2 separate regions of the Mus musculus genome follow, and region 2 is linked to region 1. Evidence: chromatin contacts called from public HiChIP or PLAC-seq data. All regions are on one chromosome and are shown on one strand. The core of a region is the stretch at or near the end of the contact, and the rest is flanking DNA. Distances in the headings are between cores, read along the strand shown. Region 1 has its middle 7.9 kb from the start of Sema4d. Region 2 has its middle 23 kb from the start of Gm40948.

Region 1 (7,269 bases), core at 1,990-4,489:
CTGGTTCCCTCTCCCTGCATCTCAGCTGTCAAGCCAGAGTGCTAACTGCATCGGCTTCAGGCCTATAATCTAGCCCTCAGCAGGCTCTTACTGTCGTACTTCCCACCTCCCTGAGCACACAGCACAAAGCTGCTCTTTCTCATCTTCCAAAGAGGCTGTGTCTTGCTTCAGTGCAACCACGGGAGAACTGACTCAGTGACTGTGGCAAAGACGGGGGACAGGAGAGGAGACTCTCACGCAAACCCACCTCAGCTTAGTTAGCATCGCCCTTTTTGACCTTCAAGGTGAAGCTGCCACCAGCTGCCAGAGCCATGGGACCTCCCTGTCCCCCACCCCCCTTTGTCTATTGTCTGATACCTATTGTCACTTCCTCCCAAGATACTCAACAGAACTAAGTGTTCCCCAACTCTACTCAGCAGCTAGGATGTTACCCCAATATCTCTCACCACCAGTTGGAGCTTACCTACATCAGCTTCCACTGAAATTTCTTCTGGGTGTTTTCCTCTCTTCTCTGAGCTATGCTTGGTGTTTCTTGGTGGTGGCATCTCAAGGCTCAAGGGAAACCATTATCTAAATGTTGCTAAGTGTGGTCTCTTCACTTCCTCAGAGCAGCAGGACCAGAAAGTCCCTGTTCTGAGATCACAATAACTACCCAATGTTCTAGGCCTGATGGCAACTGACATATGGAAACCGCTATGATTTCCACTGGTTAACATTAAACATTAAACATGTGACAGATGTGACTGTCTATGGTTTTGTGTCTGTGTGGATCCTAGGAAGAAAGCTTTCCTCTGAGAAAGAATATTTATTCAATTTTGTAAACCTATCTGTTTATTCTTTGACAATTCCTTATACAATCTCAGTCATTCCCACCACTGCCTCCTGCCTCCTGTTCCTTCTAGACAGCTCCCCTCTTCACCCGGCCCCCAGTCCAATTAGTACTACCAACTAGGATTTTGACCAGCCTTGTTGACTTAGTTTAGTACAGGTCTTGTGCAGACCTCTAGAGCCACAGTCACTTCAGGAGCACAATGTCACATGCACCCTTTCATGGCTGTAGTCCCTAGCCTCTGGATCCTACATTCTTTCTGCACCTTCTCCTACCACGTTCTCCCAGTCTCCCGGTAGGGTACTTGTTTTCTAAAACTTTTCTGCTTAGGCCTACAGTGTGGCCGAATCCTGCCACTAGGTACAGATACAGAGCAACACCTGGGTTACTTTTTTCTAAAGGAGGTGGCAAGGGCGGCGACAGGAGGTGGGGAGGGGTGTCTTTGACCTCCAGCTTCTCACATAATACTTGTATGGCTTTTCCCTCAAACAGGAATCTTGGCCATAGGCAGTGGTCATTTTGTAGCATCTGCTGCCATCCAAAGTCTCCCAGGTGCAGTCAGGTCCCCACTGTTAGGGCTTCTCCCTTCTTCTCTCTCGCTTCTTCCTCTAGTCCGTTCCGGTTCTGTTTAGAGGCTGACCTGCTCAAGGCCACTGGCACCCAAGTCCAACCTGTGGACCACTCAGGCTTCTTCAGAGTTACAAGACTCTTGACATGAGGAAAGCGTGGGGTCCTCACTCGCCGGGCAAGTATGTAACCAGCTAGAAGCCATTTATACTGAGGAAGGGGGGCTGGAGAGATGGCTCAATGGTTAAGAGCCACCCAAAGGTCCTGAGTTGAAATCCCAGCAACCACATGGTGGCTCACGACCATCTGTAATAGGATCTGATGCCCTCTTCTGGTGTGTCTGAAGACAGCTACAGTGTACTTAAAAATAATAATAAATAAACCTTTGGGCCAGAGCGAGCTGGGCAAAGGGACTGGAGCGAACAGAGGTCCTAAATTCCCAGCATGATGGCTCACAACTGTTTGTACAGTTACAGTGTACTCATATACTAAAATAAATCAATCAATCTATACTGAGGAAGGGAGATAATCATGCAATAATGATGAGTACACTGTAGCTCCCTTCCCCCCACCCCCTGCTGTTACAGAGATAGCGGGAACATACTCACGGATCAGAATATCTGAAATTAAGCAGCTCGTGCCTCTATGACCCCAGCACTTGGGAAGCTGAATCATCATGAGTTCGTGGCCAGCCTGAACTATAGACTGAAACCAGGTCTCAAAAAAAAAAAATATGTTAAAAACTAAAATTTCCCTCCCCAGCACTGGCAAGCACGTGGAACAGCTAAGACTCATCTTTGCTTTGGGCGTGGAATGATGTAAGCGCTCTGCAAAGCCACCAGCAACAGCTCTCTGTGGGTCGGCCTTCTAACATCATCAGAAAACACTGCCACACCACGAGAGAGCACAGGAAAGCACATCTGCCAGAGAAAGATGATGGTAATAAAGAACGACCTGTCTGACTCTCAGTATCTCAACGGAAGGCTTGCTCCAGGCTCCAGGGTTTTGGTTGTTATAGAAAATATCAAAAATCCTGCCAGGGGGCTGGAGCTGTCTTCACAGTTAAGATCCCTCACCGCTCTTCCTGAGGACCCATCTCAGCACCCACATCCGGTGATTCACAACCACCTGTAACTTTGACTCCAGGGCTCCGACATCTTCTGAACTGCACGGACACACGCACATACCCTTCCCCGCACACAGAATAAAAAAATAAAAGAAATCTTTGAGCTGCTTGGGTGATAATTCAATCCAAGAAGTGGAAGTTCAATTTCCCCAAACCCATGTTTAAAAAGAACAGAAATAAAATATAAAAAGCACAGGGTTGTAATTCCAGGGTTGTGGAGGTGTTTGGAGCTTGATGGCCAGTCAGCCTAGTCCACTAAGCAACTTCCAGGTCTGTGAGAGACCCTGTCTTGAAAACTGAGGCAGATGGTAGCTGGTGAATTATCCTCTTGGCTTCCACAGGCAGTATGTGCACATGTACACATTCACACACACTCTCTCTCTCTCTCTCTCTCTCTCTCTCTCTCTCTTCTGGTTGGAAGACACTGCCCCAAGCTGACCTCTGCCCCCAGCAATACAAAGGCTGCAGTTGTCTGTCCAGTACAAACACTGCGTGTAGGGTCGTGCTGCCACGTGTGATTACAGTGCCATTTGAAGAGGACATTTCTTTGAAGAGAAATGTGGAAGGCCTCAGTGTCTTCTTCACAGCCTGTGGTTTCTGTCTGTGACTCCCGTGGGGGCTGGGCGGTCTTTCCTGCCAGAATCTGCAAACTCTGCCAGCCTCTGTGCTTGAAAGCCAGCCGCTCTTCAATCAAGACTCTTCACACACGTGATCAGATACAGTAGAGGAAATGACATGCTTCCAGTGAAAGCACCACATGCCAGGGTAGGATGATGGCTCTGTCCGTAAGGCACTTGTGCTACAAGCATACGGACCTAAGTGCAAGTTTCAGAAGTCACGTAAAAAGCTAAGCGTGGGGGGTGCATGCCATATTAGAGGAACAGATCAGGACTAATAGAGTGAATATGTATAACTGTATATCTAAATCGTATATGTATCTGTTATATATGTGTATACGTGTATTTATGTATGTATGTATGTATATGTATTTACTTTTATATAAGAATTATTTATTATATGTATTTATATATAAATTATGTATACTGTGATGGTTTGTATATGCTGGCCCAGATAGTGGCACTGTTGGGAGGTGTAGCCTTGTTGGAGTAGGTGTGGGCTTTAATACCTTTGTCCTAACTTCCTGGGAGCCAGGATTCTGCTAGCAGCCTTCAGATGAAGATGTAGAACTCTCAGTTCCTTCTGCACCGTGCCTGCCTGGATGCTGCCATGTTCCCACCTTGATGATAATGGACTGAACTTCTGAACCTGTAAGCCAGCCCCAGTTAAATGTTGTCCTTATAAGAGTTGCTTTGGTCATGGTGTCTATTCACAGCAGTAAAACCCTAACTAAGATATATATATATATATATATATATATATATATATATATATATATATATATAATTAGAGTGGCTTACAGGATGTGATCCAGCTAGTCCAACAATGGCTGTCTACCAACAGAAAGTCCAAGAGTCTAGTAGTAGTTTACTGAATGAAACAGGATATCTCAGCTGCTCTTCAGTTTACACCAGAATCCCAAGAAGTGGTCAGTGAAGGAATGGAGTTGCCAATAAAGGAAAGCAAACAAAGGGAGAGCAAAAGCTTCCTTCTTCCATGTCCTTTACAGAGGTCACCACAAGAAACTGTGGCCCAGATTAAAGGTGGATCTTCCCACCTCAAAGATCCGGATAAAAGGTGGTTTCTTAACTCTTCAAATGAATTAAGAAAAAACCCCTCACAGGTGTATCCAGCCTCTTAGGTTTTAGTTAATTCCAGATGTGGCCAGGTTAACAAGAATCACAGCTGTCACACGTGTTTATAATCCCAGTCCTGGGATGTCAGACAGAGACAGGCAGATCCCAGAGGATCAGAGCCTAATTGTTGAGTTGCAGGTCAATGAGAGACACTGTCTCAAAAAGATGGTGGCTGCCTCTGGGTTCCGGTGGGACCCACTGGGACAGTTAGACTCACCAGGAAGCTTCGAAGCTAAGGGCGAATGGGGTGTGTGTCTGCATGTGTCTGGAAGCTACAGTCGCCCAGGGATTTGATTCTCAAGTAGCTTGGGTTTTTTTGAACCAGGGTCTCCCAGTGGCCTGGAGCTCACTGAATGGCCAGGCTTGGCTGGCTGACTAGCAAGTTCTGAGAATCTGCCTGTCTCCTCTGTTATAGTTCTGGGAACTGAAGTGCACTACTGTGCCCAGATGTTTGTTTGTTTGTTTATTCTACGTAAGTTCTGGGGATTGAAGCCAGATCCCCTCGCTTACGTGGCTCGTTATCAATGGAAGTATATCTTCTCTCTAGTGTTCCAAGATTTTAAAATACGGGCTTCTCAGCTTGTTTCCTTGGTTCTTGTGTGTTCTTTAGACATGACACAGATGGCCTTGTTCCTGTTGTGTTATAATTACATTAATTAAACATCCCTAATACTACTTAATGACTAAAGGCGTGTACCTGCCAGGTGAAACTGGAGGTCTGTTTATTTGACTGTAAACCTCAATCATACTTTTAACAAGATGTGTCTCAGGCTCCAGGCTGGGACAAGCCAAGAGAGACAGCCTCTGTCTGTCCCTGCTCTTCCTGTGTCACAGCCCTGAGTGGGTGATCTCAGCTCCTCCCTTCTCCCCAGCTCTCTTAGGGCCACAAGCACCTCATCTAAGGGCTTTCCTATGAATCATTGAGAGTGTTCACCCTTGGGAGGTGTTCAGGGGCTTTCTGTTACTGTGATAAAACACTTGAGATAGTCAGCTTATATGGACAGAAGGTTTGTTTGTCTATCTATCTATCTATCTGTCTGTCTATCTATCTATCTATCTATCTATCTATCTACCTATCTATCTATTTTTGGCTCATGGTTTCAGAGACTTTAGTCCATGGTTGCTCAGCCCTATGGCAGCATAGTACCTCATAGAGGTAGTGATAGGTGCAGAATACCTGTTTCCCTTATGGAAGCCAAAAGCAGAATGAGAGAGAGAGAGAGAGAGAGAGAGAGAGAGGTTTTCAGAGCACATTTCTGTGTTTTAGTTTCTTTTCTATTGCTGCTGGGATAAGATAATATGGCCAAGGCAGCTTATGGAATGAGTTTATTAGGGGCTTATAGTTCAGAGAGTGAATCTGAGGCCCTCATGGTAGGGATCATGGCAGCGAACAGGCAGATGTGACATGGAGCCATAGCCGAAAGCTTGCATCTTTATCCACACATGGGGTGGGGGTGGGAGGGAGGGAGAAGCAGAGAATCCTGACTAGGAATAAAGTGGACTTTTTAAAACCTCAAAGTCCACTCCCAAACAACACCCTGATGTACATAAGGTCACACCTAATCCTTCCAAAACAGGTCCATCGATTGGAGACCAAGTATTCAACCATATGAGCCTATAGGGGCTACTCTCATTCACATCAGCACACCTAATGACATCACTTTCTCTTACTACCTCACTTCCTCAGGGTTCCACCACTACCAGTAGCATCATATACTGGGACCAAGTCTTTAAGATATGGACTTTCAGGGAATAGTCAGAATCCAAACGATAAGTAGTCACGTGCAGGCCACCAGGACCCTCACCTCGCTGTAGACTCCTGTATTCCAAGTGAGCCCCTGCCAGGGGCCATGCTGCAAGCTAAATACTATATTTCATTATTTAAAAGTGACCACGCTGAATGGACGGTGACTAGTAAAGGACCTCACAGGGACCAAGGTTTCCAGCACAGAGAGGCACCTCTGATGGCCCTGTCTCTGTCTGCCCTGACTCCCCAGTCATGGCAGTACAATCAGGCATTTATCGTCTGCTTATTGCTCTGTTGCTGTGACTGTGTGTGTATGTGTGTGTGTGTGTGTGTGTTTCTGTGTATGTGTCTGTATCATCTGTGAGTGTGTGTAATCTGTGTTTGTGTGTATGTGTGTGGGTCTGTGTGTGTCTCTGTGTGTGTCTATTTCATCGGTGAGTGTGTCTGTGTGTTTATCTGTGTGTGAGAGGGTCTGTGTGAATATGTGTGTGTGTGTGTCTGTGTGTGTCTGTGTGTATATATGTGTGTGTATGTCTATGTATGTATGTGTGTATTATCTGTGTGTGTGTGTCTGTGTGTGTATATGTGTGTGTCTGTATGTGTGTCTGTGTGAGGGGAGGTTCTGTGTGTATATGTGTGTGTAAGGGTCTATGTGTGTATGTGGGTCTCTATGTGTATGTCTGTGTGTGTCTGTGGGGTGTCTATGTGTGTGTATGTGTCTGTGTGTATGTATGTTTGCTCTATGAGAGTGCCTATGCTAGACAGTTTTATGTCAACTCAACATAAGCTAGAGTCATCTGTGAAGAGAGAACCTCAATTGAGAAAATGCCTCCATAAGACAGGGCTGGCTGGGCGTGGTGGCGCACGCCTTTAATCCCAGCACTCTGGAGGCAGAAGTAGGCGGATTTCTGAGTTCGAGACCAGCCTGGTCTACAAAGTGAGTTCCAGGACAGCCAGGGCTATACAGAGAAACCCTGTCTCGATTAAAAAAAAAAAAGACAGGGCTGGAGGTAAGCATGTGGGGCATTTTCTGAGTGATTGGTGGGGGAGGTCCCAGCCCATTGTGGGTACTGTTATCCTTGGGCTGGTGGTTCTCCTTCTTTAAGAAAGCAGGCTGGACAAGCCATGATGAGCAAGCCAGTAAGCAGCATCTCTCCATGGCATCTACATCAGCTCCTGCCTCCAGGTTCCTGCCCTGTTTGAGTTCCTGCCCTGGCTTCCTTTAATGATGAACTACAGTGTGGAA
Region 2 (7,305 bases), core at 2,823-5,322, 260 kb after region 1:
TATCAGAGGCTATAAAAGCAGAGAGGGTGTAGGGGGGGCCCTGGAGCTGGAGAAAGGCAGGTGGTGGTCCAGCCCAGGGCCTGGGTAACACAAAGTCTAAAGTTGATTTTGTTTAAAATGCAATGAGATTCCAAGGATGGTGTGATGAAAGAGTGGTGTGTGTATGGGATGAATTAAGTGCAAGTTGGAAATGCCCGGGCCTGACCATGGGGGGGGGGAGATTGCAGGGTGATGAGGAGGTAGCCCTGTCTGGAGATGAGACACGGAAGACTAGAAAGCTGCTGCCAAGACTCACCAGAGGGTTCGAAGGGATGGGTCATCCCCAAGCAGCTAAGGCCAATGAATTGGACGAGTTATTGGCTTACGTCAGGGGACTACCGCTGTCTGCGTTTGCTTCCTGAAATTAAAACACTGTCTATAAAGCTCACCTGGGGCAGCTGCCTGCTGCTCTGAGTTGGATATTAGCAAGTGTGTCTATGGGTTTGATTTGAATTTTATTGTGTTGGAAGAGTCAAAGCCCTTCATCAGAAAAAAAAAATATTTTGGCTTTACAGTTGGTTAGCAATTGTAAACATGTGCCCAGTCTTTACCTGGTGTTGCTGTGTTGTGCACATTTAAGTCCCAGTCCAGTGTGGACAGTGTTGATATGGGAAGACATGATGCTCTGTTTATAAAAGGGATTTATTGAACTTGTCTCATGTTGACAGACACCCCCGAGGATCCTGTGAGTGCTGGTGTGGATCCACAAAGCTGTGCCTGCTCCCCTTTAGTCCTGTGTGTGGAGCGGAGGGGATGCTCCTGAGAAGTGTGTGTCTCTGGCCCAGCTCTGCCTCTCCATCAGCCACACACATTGTAAGGTGGCCGCTTCTCGGAAGGAGCCGTGATCCTTGGCATTGGTTACACTCGATTCCGACTTAGGGAGTGTCCTGGTTAGCTTTAACTGTCAACTTGACACAGCCTAAGTCATCTGAGAGGAAAACCTCGGCTGAAGAATCCCTAGGTCAGACTGACCTGTGTGCACATCTGTGGAGCATTGTATTACTTATTAACTGATGTGGGAGGGCTTGGCCTGCTGTAGGTGGTACCATTTCGGAGGCAGGCAGACTCGGGATGGTTGAGAAGAAGCCTCGTCAAGCATGTGCTGTTGGTCCAGCATGTGCTATGGAGCCGGTCAGGTCAGCCAGCAATGCCCCTCCATGGCTCCTGCCTCCAAGTGTCTGCTTTGTGACCTGGAAGTGTAAACCAAATAAATCCTTTTCTCAAGTTCTCTTAGTCAAAGTGTTTTATCCCAGTAACAGAATGATACTCAAACAGGTGATGAACCTGGTATTTCTACTCTCTTGGTTTGAGGGCGGCTTGGGCATCGAAGGTGACCGACATGGAGCGGGCAGAGTGGATTGGAGATTACAGATATGGACTATCGCATCTAGCTAGGGAAGGATCTTTATCTTTTCTACCTCTTTTCGGGATCTATACTCCAGGGAGGCTTGGCACAGATCATCCCTAGAGCACAGCTTCTCAAAACGTGGCGCAGAATCGCAGAAGCGACAGCGACAGCGACAGCGACAGCTTCTGGCTCCATTCAGACCCAGCAGGTCAGAAATCTGGGTCTAAGCTAGCTCTGCAGGGCTGCTTCTGTGCAGACAAAGGCTTGAGCATGGCTGGCCTAGAACTGCTCCCGTCTTCCTCACTCTTGAAGAATTGTTTCTTGGACGTCAACAGAGAACAGCTCCGTGCAAGGCTATACAATGTAGCCCCCACCTTGCACGCAGCCCCATGGCTTCTGAGGAAAGTAGGCAGTGGCCAGTCCCTCACAGTATGGAGTTTGGGCAGTGGCTCAGCAGAGCTGACAGGGGTAGAACAGTTGAACGAACGGAAGGAGAACGAATGGAAGGATGCACTTCCCAATGCCTGCTACACCCCAGGCTTCTGAGGAGGGGTGCATTGACCACGGCTGCTGCGTTCTTCTGTTTCCTGCAGGTTCTTCGAAGTACTCCCGAGGTCCCAATTCACCGCCAGGCAGGTTTAGGCAGGGGCCATGGGAGAGTGTAAGAGGATGTGCTGTCTGAGCAGAGGCCTGAAGTGATTAGGGAGGGGCAGAGCTGGTCAGAGGCAGGCAGCCTGTTTCCCATCAGCCCCCTGGTCACAGGTGAAGGTGAACAGTCTCTGTCTGCAGTGCGCCACCTGGCAAAGCCCTTTCAAGTTACAAATCTGGAAGGGGCCGGGCTCCTTACCCAATGACAGGTTTTTATGGGAGACTTGGTGTGAATGCATAACTTTCCCATGGGCCTAGCCCATGTCGTCTGTGAATCTGAACTCGTGTCCAAGGATTGTTAATACACATAGAACACTTGATAAGCTTGGTGCATCTCATACCAACGTTCAGAGTTCTAAAAACCCACACAGAAAAAAAAAAGAGCTTTGAGGACTGGGATACCAGGCAGGGGTTAGGTTTCACATGGCTTTCACATTTCTGAGCACAGAAGATTGTCTGTGACACATGTAGGGAGCCCTTTATCTCCCAGGGACTCCCACTGTGTGAGTCAAAAGATCTGAGCCAGTGCAATAGTACACACCTTTAACCCCAGCACTCAGACAGATCTCTGAGGCTCAAGGCCAGCCTGGTCTCCATAACCAGTTCCAGGGCCAGGGCAGGCAGGGCTGCAGCGTGAGACCCCGAGAAGCTGCCTTCCTTCTCTCTAGATCTTTTTGGTATGGATGGACATATATGTGTTCATGTGGATGTGTGCATGTGTGCGCGTGCACACACACACACACACACACACACATGTAGGCTGGAAGTAGATAGCAAGGGTCTCCTGTAATTGTTCTGAATCTCTTTTTTTGTTGTTGTTTTTGTTTTTGTTTGTTTGTTTGTTTGTTTTTTGAGACAGGGTTCCTCAGTATAGCCCTGGCTGTCCTGGAACTCACTTTGTAGACCAGGCTGGCCTCGAACTCAGAAATCTGCCTGCCTCTGCCTCCCGAGTGCTGGGATCAAAGGCGTGTGCCACCATGCCCAGCTTGTTCTGAACCTCTTAACTCATCAATTAGGCTGGGATGGCTAGCCAGCAAGCTCCAAGAATCCATCCTTACCTCTTCAAATCCTGGGACTACAGGTATGCATGCCCTGTGCCCAGTTTTTTATGTGGATGGTGGAGATCTGAACTGAGACTCTCATGTCTTTGTGGTCTATTGTTGTCCTCACTGCTATGACAAAACTCTTAACCGGAGCTACTTAGTAAGGTAAAAAAGCGTCTATGTTGGCTTATGATCTGAATGCAGAGTGCACGCATGCGCGCCTGCGTGCTTGCGTGCGTGCGTGCGTGTGTGCCCTGAGAAACAGCTCACGTTGCATCAACAATCAGGAAGTTACAGGGCGAGCATGCTGCTGCGACTTATTTTCTGTTCTGTTCTCCTCTTCATTCAGCCTGGGACCCCACCCCAGGAAATGGTGCTACCCACATTTAGGGTGACTCTTCCACCACACGAGGCAAGAATTTTATCCACGGAGCTGTATCTTCAGCCCTGAGAACACACATCCCTCACAACTTACAGTGCCACTCCTGGCACAGAGTCCGGGCTTTGAGGATGACTGTACTAAGGAAAAGGATGAGGGGTCACATGGCGTGAGGCCCTCCCGTGGTGAGCGGGGGATGCCTGTGACCTTTTGTGGCTGCAGGGCACCTGGGTCTGGATTGTTTATACTTGTGAGCTTCAAGGTTTACAAGTAGCCATGTGGGGTGAACTTGACCCCCACGCACCGGAAGAACTTGAGGGCATAAACAGCAAAGCGTCCATTTCCTGGACATCCCCTCCCTGCCCACTCCAGGTTCAGCAACAGTGCAGCCACCTGGCTGCTCCCAGAGGCTTCCTCCTGCTTTATGACCCACTTTTATGGATCTGGTCACAGCAGCTCCATCCTCGGAGCTGAAACGGCTTTCCCTCACGTGACCTGCCCCCGCCAGTAGTCTGTACTCTGGACCTTCCTGCCTTTGATGGCAATTAGGATAGAATGTGAGCACGGTTGCCTCTAAAAACCCGACGTTAATAATTCTCCAGGGTGGAAGGAAGCCAGGCTCTGCATCCCCAGGAGGGTTGACTTCGGATTAGACGACCTCTGAAATGGGGCAGAGAGCCTCTGGGAGCATCTGAACCTTGGCAGGGTTTCCGTGTGCTTTGCTTCTGTCTTTCCTGGAATAGTGTTACCATGGCAAGGGGCCTGTGCAGCTTCTGGGAAGATAGCAGAGGCTTCCTGGTATCATCTGCCTGCAGGAAATAGTCAAGACTGGATATTGGGATGCTGGGGCTAGATTCCCACCCTTCGGAAGATCTGACGCCGCTCCCCCCCCCCCCCCAGATACTGGATTGTTGTGCTCATCAACAAGGCAGGGGTTGGGGTGGGATGGGTGCTCAGGACTATCTTGGTAACATTTGGGCCATTCATACCGGAAGCTCATGCACACACAGTAGCTCCCTGTCTTAGTTAGGGTTTTACTGCAGTGTACAGACACCATGACCAAGGCAACTCTTATAAGGAAGACATTTAATTGGGGCTGGCTTATAGGTTCAGAGGTTCAGTCCAGTATCATCAAGGCAGGAACATGGAGACATCCAGGCAGGCATGGTGCGGGAGGAGCTGAGAGTTCTACATGTTCATCTGAAGACTGCTAGCAGAATACTGGTTTCCAGGCAGCTAGGATGAGGGTGTTTTAGCCCACACTCACAGTGACACACCTACTCCGATAGGGCCACACCTTCTAATAGTGCCACTCTCTGGGCCGAGCATATACAAACCATCGCACTCCCCGTACACCAGATCATCTAACTGATGAAAGCCTTGTAGGCATCCTAAGGGAAGTCCTCTGGCCTCTTGACTCTGGCCAGTAGAAGTTTGAATTGCTGTAGGCTCAGCCTGGAGCTCCTATCCCTAGTGCATTCTTGTTCACCACCTCTGCCCTGGCTCTATATGGCCTCTGACTCTCAGTTCCTCTTCCTGCTAGCCTGTGGGATAAACCTCCATGTGGCCCTCCTTGAGCTGCAGGGTTTGCAGGGCTTGACTACAGGAAGTGCTGGGGTGTCACTGTCCTCCTGTGGTGTTCCTGTAGGAAGGGGCTGAGGCCTTGGCTAATGGTTATAATTTTGCAGTATCAGTTCCCACTGTCAGTGCCTGGGAGTCTTTTTATTTGAGGCTAAGGGACAGCTGTGTCTGGGACCTGTGAGGACAAGGAGAGGCTGAGAGATCCTTAGAGGAGACCACGACCAAGGCAACTCTTATAAAATGAGGCATTTAATTGGGGGCTTGCTTACAGCTGCAGATGTTTAGTCCATTATCAGCATGCCAGCAAGCATGGCACCATAGAAGCAGGGGCGGGGCCGGAGAAGGAGTTGAGAGCTACGTTCTGATCTACCAGTCAGATAGGGAGACTCTGGCTTGGTGTGGACTTTTTGAAACCTCAAAGCCCATCCCTAGTGACACACTTCCTCCAACAAAGCCACACCCCCTAATTCTTTCAAATAGTGCCCTGCCCTGGTGACTAAGCATTCAAATAGATGAGTCTATGGGGACCATTCTTATTCAAACCACCACAGATATAAACTGAAGAAAAGTAAATGGGGGCGGGGATACCCCTTAAGACCTTCACTAAAGATTCCAGGTAATATCCCCAGGAGCCACAGAATGGAGTGAGCTGGTGGGGAGAGGCAGCCCAGGGGTGCATGAAGAAGATGACTCTATATGATGATATTTAGGTCCAATAAGATGAAGGTCCCATGGCCCTAGAAACTTTCTTGTCTCCAGAAATCAAGACTGGAGGACAGAGTTCTGGAAGACTACAAGAGCATCTTGAATTCCAAAGTGTCTTCTCAAACATGCAAGCTTCCACGTGGAGAAGGAGGAATGGCTACCAGCATAGTGTGTGGCCTTGGGTACTGGAACGGATGACTGCTCATGGGATTCTCCTCTGAAGTGTCTATGTAGTGAACTCCCGTCTGCATAGATGTTAGGACTCAGGGAGGACAGGGCCATCTCCAGGGGTGGGAAGAATTTTCACAGTAAGGAACTGAGAATATTCACTTCAAGGCATAGCCTCACACCCACTCTCTGCCTGGTCTCTTTTTTTAACTCCAGAGTGCAAGGGCAGGTGTCAGGTGCAAGGGCAGGTGTCTGCTACAAGGGCAGGTGTCAGGTGCAAGGGCATCAGAGATTGAAAGTGAAGCACTAGGTCCTATCTTCACTGGGATAATTACTTTCCTGTATACTGATGAGTGAACATGTGGTATATTTACACAGCAGAATACCACTCAGCTGTTAAGACACATAAAATTATGATAATTCTCAGATAAATGGAGGGGGCTTGAAACACTCATTCTGAGTGAGGTAACCTGAACTCAGAAAGTCAACTGACACAAGTTTTCTCTCATTTGTGGATGTTAGCTTTGGATGTTCAGATATGCATGCTTCATTTGGAATGCCCATAGAGACCAGGGAATTAGTAAAGGGACATGGGGATGAGTGTGGTTCAAGGGAGGAGAGATAGGACAAAGTGGTATAAAGGTTAAGGGAGAATAATGGGACAGGAAGAGTTGAGGTGGGGTTGGGAAAGCAGGATACAGGTAGAAGTCTAGGGAGAAATAAATATCACTAAAGACATTTAGAAAAAAGTCATATGGAAGTCTACCCATTACTTACTGTAGATACTTATTGAAGCACACACACACACACACACACACACACACACAGAGAGAGAGAGAGAGAGAGAGAGAGAGAGAGAGAGAGAGAGATAGTTTTTCTATAACAAAGTGGCAATAGCCCCACTAAGCATTACAGGCTAACACATTAAAAGGCCAGTGTCAGGAATGGGTTGCCACGTTGACTAGTGAGGTCCCCGAGTCTCCCAAATATAACGGGCTACTGCCAAAGCTCTTCATTGTGCTCCAGAACTTGATGGTAAGACCTTATTGCTGAAGATGTCACATATTTGACTCACAGAACGTGAAGCTATCAAGCTGGTAGATCTGGAAGCTTTGCCCCTACCACCTAGCTTACATGGTGCTGGAAGCTGCTTCGTACACTACCAGAGAAGAAAACTAATTATCGACCATTCCCAGCTGTGAATCCTGCAAACTTCAGTGATTATTTGCCTAGAAGGATACGCCCACTGGTGTGGTAGGAGCATGAGCATCATGGGAATAATCAACTATTTTCTGATTAGATTTAAGTCCCGCACTGCAAGATGAAACCCATATCTGGCAACATTGTGGGGCCAAGAACCTGCGATCAGGTGTGCCATAAGCTCTGGGGAAAAC

The links. HiChIP or PLAC-seq counts read pairs in DNA pulled down with a chosen protein or histone mark.
Region 2: a CTCF HiChIP or PLAC-seq map of CD8 T cells shows a contact between it and region 1, with 6 read pairs. The contact joins two enhancer-like sites. A contact is called at or near these places in 1 of 39 promoter capture datasets (erythroid cells), 1 of 15 datasets of contacts at CTCF or cohesin (CD8 T cells) and 2 of 115 datasets of contacts at active chromatin or transcription factors (CD8 T cells and memory CD8 T cells).

The regions. Positions count from the first base shown.
Region 1 is chr13:51,797,967-51,805,235 of GRCm38.p6, forward strand. No RefSeq gene overlaps it. Among named protein-coding and RNA genes, the nearest start is that of Sema4d, 7.9 kb to the left of the region's middle. Within about 2 kb of position 3,240, at least 77 of the 459 cell types and tissues checked have an H3K27ac peak or open chromatin away from gene starts, as enhancers often do. A contact at or near this core is called in CD8 T cells and memory CD8 T cells, where this site is marked.
Region 2 is chr13:52,056,624-52,063,928 of GRCm38.p6, forward strand. No RefSeq gene overlaps it. Among named protein-coding and RNA genes, the nearest start is that of Gm40948, 23 kb to the right of the region's middle. Within about 2 kb of position 4,073, at least 114 of the 459 cell types and tissues checked have an H3K27ac peak or open chromatin away from gene starts, as enhancers often do. A contact at or near this core is called in CD8 T cells and memory CD8 T cells, where this site is marked.